Linked DNA regions of Gossypium hirsutum: all the other regions are linked to region 3. The links are chromatin contacts, called in public Hi-C maps. All regions are on one chromosome and are shown on one strand. The core of a region is the stretch at or near the end of the contact, and the rest is flanking DNA. Distances in the headings are between cores, read along the strand shown.

Region 1 (2,700 bases), core at 146-2,645, 550 kb before region 3:
ATAGTTATTCTTAAGGTTCTTTCCCCTATGTCTGATAACTCAGTCCTTGGAGCTTACATTAGGGATAATAAACTGTGGGTTAGGTCTTTTCGACGGTGTGTTTTTAAGCATATGCTTCGTGAAGGGAACATAGTGGCCCATTTATTAGCTATAGAGATTTTGAAGGGTGGGAATAGTTATTACCTAAATGGGCGAGTGCTTGATTTTACGCTATTGGCAGTGGAGAGTGATCAACGGTTTGTATTTAGAGGCAAGGAAAGGGGAATGGGGAGGACTTTGTGGGGCACGTTTAGATGAGGATTGATTTGGAAGGAAAGTGAGAGCTGAGGGGACTCGAATGGTTTTTGATGGGTTTTGGAAAGGGTGAGTTTCGTCTTTGGGGAGTCTCGGAAGTTGCTTGTGTGCTAGATTTCTTAGATTTGGACGCTTAAAGGGTCTTGATTAGACCTGCTCATGGGTCGGGCTACTCGGCCCGGCCCGAAGGCCAGCCTGAAATGTAGGAGGGTTTGGGCAAAAATATAAGCCTGAAAAATGGGTTTGGACAAAAAATAAGGCCTGTTTAAAAAATGGGCCGGGCCTCGGGTAAGGTATTTTTGGCCCGGGCCCGGCCCGGCACGAATTCACTAAATGACAAAAAAATCTGCTATTTTTTGTTTTGTTTTTGAATGTTATTTTCTTGTTGTTTTCTCCCTATTTTGCTACCATATTACTATTAGTTGCTACTATTTTGTTGTTATTGTTTGGATATTGTATAAAACTTATTTTATTATTAATTTTGTTATTATTTTAAAAGTATTTGTTAATTTTGTTATTATTTTAGAGGTATTTGCTTGTTAAGTTGCACCTATCTTAGTGCTATTTAAGTTTACATATTTTTTAAAATTTATTTTCAATTTGTTGGAAAATATTTATTTTAATTTTTTTAGTATTTTTGATGTATTATATATATTTAAAAATTATATAAAAATAAATACGGGCGGGCCGGGCCGAGCCCAAATTTTAGTATTTTTATTTGGGTCGGGCTTAAGAAAAATTTTAGACCCGTTCTTTAGGCCCGGCCCGGCCCATGAGCACCTCTAGTCTTGATGTTTGGGAATTGGGATAATCGTTGCTGGTTGCTTTGCTGGTGGCGTTTCAGCTGCTCTTTTGTTGAACAACCAGCTGGTTTTGGGGAACAGCTCATCGTTGGAACTGATTGCTCTTTATCGTCTGCTGTTTAAGCTGTTCTTTGCTGGGCTTTCTTTTGGTTTGTTTTATTGGCTTTATGTTTGGGTTATTTCCTGTTTTGGGTTTGATTTGTTGGACTTCTTTTTATTCTGTTTTGTTTTAATATTAGCCCAGCTTCCTTAAAAAAAAAAGTTCATCCGCCGCCCCATCAAGAACCGGAATAACACACGACACTTCAAGTCTTCTCTTTGCTCTCTCTTTTCCATGGATTTCTTGTCTACCACAGCCATTAAAGCTGCTTCTTCGTTTTCGTGCTGTTCATTGTTATTTGCTATCTCTCAAACCCAAATCAAGCCCAAAACCACTCCTTTTCAACTTCCATGGAATACCCTGAGTCCATCAAAGCTTCTTCTTCAAGTCCCTCAAATGCATTCAATCTCCTCCTGGTTCTCTTCCTTCAAAGCCCACTTCGTTTTCATGCTCTGCTGTTACATAGTTTCCAACCCAGACGCTCATCTCCTACGCGAAAATTCTGTTGAAATTCTTCATCTCCCACGCCCAAAAACCGCTGTTCAATCGTTAATCATTTGAAAAACTTTGAAATTTTGCTGTTACACAGTCTCCAAACACTTGCATTTGCGTTGTCTTTTGGGTTCAATGTTTGAGAAACAAATTTGATTTATTTAGATGGAAAATGTAGACTAATTTTGTTATACATGTATAGACCCTACAGAGGAACTTCTCTATAAAAGCTTCCATCTGAGCTAACAGACATTCTTTACAAATTTTCTCTCATCCTTTACTACGATTATCTTCTCCCTCCTCTCCCCGACTGATTCGAACCGGGTCATATGTTGCACGGCCCGAGTTTGACTCGATGCCCAAATGCACTCTGAAGGGAACAGTAGACTCTGAGTTGACAGCGGTTTCGGCGAAAGGGTTCTGCTCTTGCTTGGTTTCGGTTCTCGATGGTGCGGCGCCCAAGGAAGTGCTGCAATTAAAAATAGGAGAAAATAAAATATTTAAATGCATGTAGTGGAGCCGGAAAGAAACAAAAAATAGTGGGAATGTTATGCAATTTTAACTGAAGTGATTAAAATAAAAATTTTATAATGTAAATATTTTTATTTTAAATGCTTAAAATGAAATTTTTGAAAAATTGAGTGATTATATATGTACTTTACCCTTTGTGATATCATATAAATTACTTAATTTTTATTTGAACTTATTAATTTCAAATTATAGTAATTATTATACTTTTAATTTTTGTATTAACTTGTATGACTTTTTTTTCTTTGCACAACTTGTAAAATTTTCCTTTTATTTCAAAAATGCCTTTAGTTCTTTTTTATTCTTTTTACTATATATTATATATAATTTTTACATGCATTTTGTAATTATGATTTTCTATGAAAATATTTTAAAATCATTATTGGTGTGAGTTATTTTCATTGAAATAATTTAAAATTTATTTACTTCAAAAATCATTTTTACTCATCCTTTTCGGTTTTTCCTTTTAAAGGCAATAATTTC
Region 2 (2,700 bases), core at 103-2,602, 780 kb before region 3:
CACCTGAAACCATCTTATTATGTATTAATACTAAGCCACCATACTTGATACTCCGTCCATGAATCGTGGGTATTGACTCTTGAGAATGAAACAAGGCTCCAATAAAATAAAAAATTCTGTTCAGTGGTACATTCTTTCAAGTAAGTCATCGAAGTATGGAGGATGATAACAGCATGGGCGATTTTGGAACTAGGAACGCAAAGCTACACGAGGGCCGTCAATCCAATCTAACTACCAGCAGTTTTATCAGAAAATACAAAGAGGGATACCATAATACCAATCAGAATGCATCAGGGAGCAGAATAGCAATAACATGGGCTGGAAGCCGCCAAGTGAGGGAAGAGTCAAAACTAAATTTGATGGAGCCGTTCAAACAAACAGTCGAACAGGTGGTGTTGAGTATAATTGTTCGAGACTATCAATGTCAAGTTTTGGCAGGTTCGGTGAAGAATATGCAACATGTAACAAAAACAGCGAAGGTGGAAGCAACGGCTGGCTACAGGGCTTTCGTGTACGCAAAAGAGTCGGGCTTATAAAGGATAGAGCTGGAAGGTGATGCTTTAACTCTCATTGAATTCAACAAAAACCATTCATAATATATTAACAATTAATCGAAATTAGCCGTTGCTAGAAAAGAAAAAAGAAAAAGGGAAAGTACCTCAACGCAAACGACAATGACAGAATCAAGGTCATCACCAAATTTGTCTTTGTCTTTGGGTAACTTGTTGAAAAGCTCAGCTTTAAACTTCTGGGTCTCCTATTATACCAAATACCCACAAAAATAATCAAAAGAAAATCTATCATTGGAGCTTAAAACCATAATACGTTTTTCTAAACATACAAGTGTATAAACTTACGGCTTCAGCAAACTTAGGGATAGGGTCATGGTAAACGTATTTTTGGGAATGCGAGGATCTGAGAACGCTAAGGAACGGTTTTACGGAGATGGGTTTTGAAGAGAGGGTTGGAAAAGAGAGAGGAGGAGAAGGCGGGTTTAGTATAAGGCCGGCGTTTCGCAGGATAAGAATGGTGGAGGTTGGAATTTTGGCGGGAGTTAAGGATGGGGGAATAGAGACCAACGAACACGAAGAAGACGCCATTTTCGGGTGATAGATTGTAATGGATGGAGTTGAACTTTTAATTTTGGATTTTTTTGGGCCTGTGACTGATTGTTAATTTGGGTGCTAGGGTTGGTATCGGGCCTCTTAGTTCAATTTTCTTTTTCTAGATGTATTACAAGTGTAGTCCTTGATTATTTCATATTATGTATTTTAAATCAATATTGGTTTTTTTCATGGTTAAATTTTAGTATTAGTATCTGTATTATGCATAAGTTGTGGATTTAGCCCTTATATTTTAATTTAGTCTTTATATTTTAATTTAGTCATTTTCGATCCCTCTACTTTTAGAATTTTAAAATTTTAGTCTTAACCAAATGGTGACTATTAAATTCATTAAGTTATACTATTTTCAAAATTTGATGCCTCAAATATATTATCATATGTGTAATGTCATATCAACTTACTATTTCCATATTACTCAGAAAAAACCAATTAATAAATTATAATTGTCATTTGTATTAAGACTGAAATTTTGAAATTCGAAAAACATATCAACTAAGATTGATTCAACTAAAAAGAATACAAACTAAATCTATAACTTTACGCATAATATAATACTAATAGTAAAATTTAACTAAACAAACTTAACTGCTATAGTTTGGTTAAGACTAAGATTAACCAATTCAAAAAAAAATCAAATTAAAATACAAATACTAAATCCACGTTACAAAATACAAATTCTAATTTCAAAATTTGACCGTCAAATATTCACGATTAATAGCTTCCCAATTTAAAGGTAAACTTCCTTATTAATGAATTATTGAATGTTAAGTATAACTCTTATTTCAGTCAAATTTGAAAAATATTCTTTTAGTTAAACTTTGTTTATTTGTTTTAATCAAACACTGATTAGTTTAGATTATTTTATTATTATTTGACCTATGAATTTAGCCTATAAATAGGCTCTTTTACAATATTAGAAAATACACCCATTAGATATTAGAACTCATAACACATTTAGAGAATTTTGTGCTTACGTTTGGAGGGTTCTTTGTTTTCAGGTTTTCAGGGTTTAGTTTTTATTTCCATCTTTTATACTCTTCGTTCTTTTGCCATTATAATAAAATTATCTTTGCCCGTGGTTTTTTATCCTCTTTGGAGGGGTTTTTCTACGTTAAATTTGTATGTTCAATTTATCAATTTATTCAGCTATTTTTTTTACTTGTTGCTTAATCGGGTCGATCCTAACAAGTGGTATCAGAGCTAGTTCAATTTTCATAGATCAGCCTGTTCAGAGATGGCAGCAACAAGGTTTGAAATTGAGAAGTTTGATGGTGAGACAAATTTCAATTTATGGCAAGTTCAGATGATGGCAATTCTAGTTCAAACCGACTTGAAAAAGGTTGTTACTGGAAAAAAAAGCCTGAGAATTTAAATCAAACTGAATGGGAAGAGCTTGATGAAAAGGCCTTTCTGCAATCTAGTTGTGCCTTGTGAATACGGTATTGTAGGAGGTATTGGTGGAGAAGACCTCATCCACCTTGTGGAAAAGGTTAGAAACTCTTTATGTGACTAAGTCTCTAGCTAACCAATTAGTGTTGAAACAACGTTTATTTACGTTTCGCATGAACGAATGTGA
Region 3 (2,700 bases), core at 170-2,669:
AGAGATCAAAACAAATAGCTGGGGTATTCAAAGAAATTGGCAAAAGCAGAAGGAAAAGATTGGTGTTTGATTAAATTCCCTTTGTAAAGATCATAGGATTCCCAAATATGATCAAGAGGGCACGGGTTTCCACCATCCAGTCGAACCCATGGCTTCCCTTTCCCACTCCAATGCAACAAGCTGACCGGACCCGGATGCAACGACCGACATGAACCTCGTATATTGTCCCCTCCAAGCCCATGTTGGTTCCATCTATGATCAATGCCTTCTACATTCCCAGCAAATACCAGCAAATAGGGTGGCAATGAGCCCAACTCGTATATCTTTTTTTTCCTTTGTATTTCCATCCAATTCTCTATTCTTTTCCTGTAATTCCCTTCTCTCCAACGCACTAAATCCATTACCATTACTCCCGTGTTGAAATAACACGGCTTTCTGGACCGGAAAACCCGGGATATTACCGGGTCCGACCAAAACCCGGCCGTGAAATACTTGGTGAAGTTTGCATGGCAGTATTCGGGTGCGCCGATGACTCGAGAGTTGGTCAACGTTGTGTTCCAGAGTTTGAGGATGTCATCGACGAGGACCAGGTCTGAGTCGAGATAAATGACTCGGTCTACTTGGAGATCCAACATGTCCCCGAGGTAGTTCCGAGCGTAGTTCAGTGGGTTCTCGAGGGCTTGCCGGATTGAAGAAGAGATCAAGTTGATCACTGTGTCTTCGCGGAAGATGTAGATTCTGAAGTTGAGTGAAGGGAATGTGGAGCGAACGAGTTTGCTCAAGACTCTTGGACTCGCGGGGTCGAACTCGGCGGCAATGAAGTGAAAGAAGATGTTTTCAGGACACGAAGCGTGGCGGACGACGGAGTGGATGGCGGCGATCGACCCCCGCAAGTATTCAAAGTCTAAAGTCATTGCCACTTGGACTAAATTGCGGTCGCCGGAGGAAACCGGACACTCCACTCCGTTACGGTAATACGGTGCCTCCGGAAACCGGAACCCCAACCCATCTCCTCCGACTGTGGTCCGAATAGCAAGACAAAACGATACCGTGAGAAAGACATGAAGAAGTAAAAGGGCGGCCGCATATAAAATAAAACGCATTATTCTTCAAAAAAGAAAAAAACCAAGAAAAAGAGAGACCGTTTCTTTTCAACTTTCAGTCGAAAAATAAGAAGATTATGGTCTTCGGCTTCATTGTAAGCGAAAACGCAGCTTATTGAAGGATCATTGTTATTACCCAATAGGAGTGTTTGGATTTTTTTCCTGCATAAGGGTTGGGTCTTTTGTGTTTTAAATGACAAATGAGGAAACTGGTGATGGAAGCAAAGAATGGGATGTTGCACCATCGGAGATTTCTTCAAATATCCTTTTTTATGCTTTGTTTCGGAATATGTAGATTTGGGCAAATATTTTTCTTTCTTTTTTTTAATCAAGATTCTGTTGGTTGGGACGTTGATGGCCTTTTAAAATGAGATAATTTTTTAACAAACTTTTTTTTCCCTCTTCCATTCTGTTATCCTTCAAGTGTTCATATATCTGCATTTTGCTAAATGGGACCTCCTCCCCTGTCAACCGAAAAGCAAGGAGGTAGGGGTTAAAGCCGTTTTAGTTCAAAAAGGATACTTGGGGCCAACAGGACTCCCTGTCAGTAAAACCCAAACTGAGCCGTTCGATCTTTGCATAAAGAGGTCTAGAGTGGCAGGCAGCTATTGAATGGGGTTAAGGCAAAGTACACACTAATCATTTCTCACACACCTACGCGCAAGCTTCCTCTTTCTTTGTGGAAAAACTATCTTCCCAGTAAAGACCAGGATATATTAATACTGGATGTGCCGTGGCTGTGAGACCTATGATCGCATTCACATGTTCACGGACCGCATCTTTGCCCAGCTTGTTTGGTTCGCTACTAAATTAGGACTTGGTATTGATGGTTTCTCCATATTCCAAAATTGGATCCCATGAGAACGATTTTCCTACTAGCTACTGGCTTGTATTCAAATCAGTCGAGGAGTTAGTGACCACTTGTGAGAAAGACTTCTTCAGCAATAACCCCCTGGAGATCTCTATCAATCATGAGATTAACAGCACGACCGGTTTGATACTCACCTTACAGGAACATACGAAGCTACGGAGGTATATGGCAACTCAAGCCAACCGGGGACTGCCTCTGCTTATAGTAGTGAATGTTCGTATCTTTGCTGACTGTTAAGACTTGTAAATTCGGGAAACATTATATTAAAAGATTCCTCGTTGATTCAATTTTCATGTAGCGACATGGATCATTAATTTCAGGTAAAGCTAATAAAGAATGAATCTGACGAAACTTACCTTTGAGCTATAAATGAGAGCATAAAAGCTCTTCTCCATTTGAAGAAAAGAATATTCATGCATTGCTTCTCTCAGAAATGCAACCTATTTAATCAAATCATAGGTAATGTAAAACCGTGGGATAAACCACAACATTACACATAACAACTCCGTCCATAATCTATAGAGGGGAACCAAATAAAGTATTCTATACAAATACAAATAGAAGTGCAAAATCAAATTGATAGCCGGGAAATCAGATCACCTTCCCTAGCTGCTTTATTTCTTTTCAGTCTTGCAAGATTGATTGGTGGGCAACGAATTAAAAATTAGTGAACTCACTCCAGAGAAGCCTCAAACTATGGAAGTGTAGCTCTTACTTCTTTCCTAT

Evidence for each region. A called contact is a pair of places that touch in the nucleus more often than the background predicts.
Region 1: a Hi-C map of leaf shows a contact between it and region 3, with 2.2 times the contacts expected there. The contact joins the enhancer-like site here to the promoter of LOC107886320 in region 3. A contact is called at or near these places in 11 of 34 Hi-C or Micro-C datasets (anther, callus, hypocotyl and 2 more).
Region 2: a Hi-C map of leaf shows a contact between it and region 3, with 2.2 times the contacts expected there. The contact joins the promoter of LOC107959973 here to the promoter of LOC107886320 in region 3. A contact is called at or near these places in 3 of 34 Hi-C or Micro-C datasets (all in leaf).

The regions. Positions count from the first base shown.
Region 1 is chrA05:74,581,561-74,584,260 of Gossypium_hirsutum_v2.1, reverse strand. LOC107957312 (a long non-coding RNA gene) reads right to left here. Exons shown (of 2, transcript XR_001700406.2): 2 at 1,828-2,158. Among protein-coding and RNA genes, the nearest start is that of LOC107957312, 4.1 kb to the right of the region's middle. Within about 2 kb of position 1,395, at least 3 of the 9 cell types and tissues checked have an H3K27ac peak or open chromatin away from gene starts, as enhancers often do. A contact at or near this core is called in leaf, where this site is marked.
Region 2 is chrA05:74,813,893-74,816,592 of Gossypium_hirsutum_v2.1, reverse strand. LOC107959973 (protein PLASTID REDOX INSENSITIVE 2, chloroplastic) reads right to left here and starts at 1,352. Exons shown (of 4, transcript XM_016896163.2): 1 at 858-1,352; 2 at 659-757. The coding sequence starts at 1,100.
Region 3 is chrA05:74,036,074-74,038,773 of Gossypium_hirsutum_v2.1, reverse strand. It overlaps LOC107886320 (probable galacturonosyltransferase-like 9), which reads right to left and starts at 1,419. Exons shown (of 2, transcript XM_041112648.1): 1 at 1,143-1,419; 2 at 1-1,018. The coding sequence starts at 914. The coding sequence ends at 6. It overlaps LOC107886319 (pyruvate dehydrogenase E1 component subunit alpha, mitochondrial), which reads right to left. Exons shown (of 8, transcript XM_016810217.2): 8 at 2,369-2,700. The coding sequence ends at 2,669.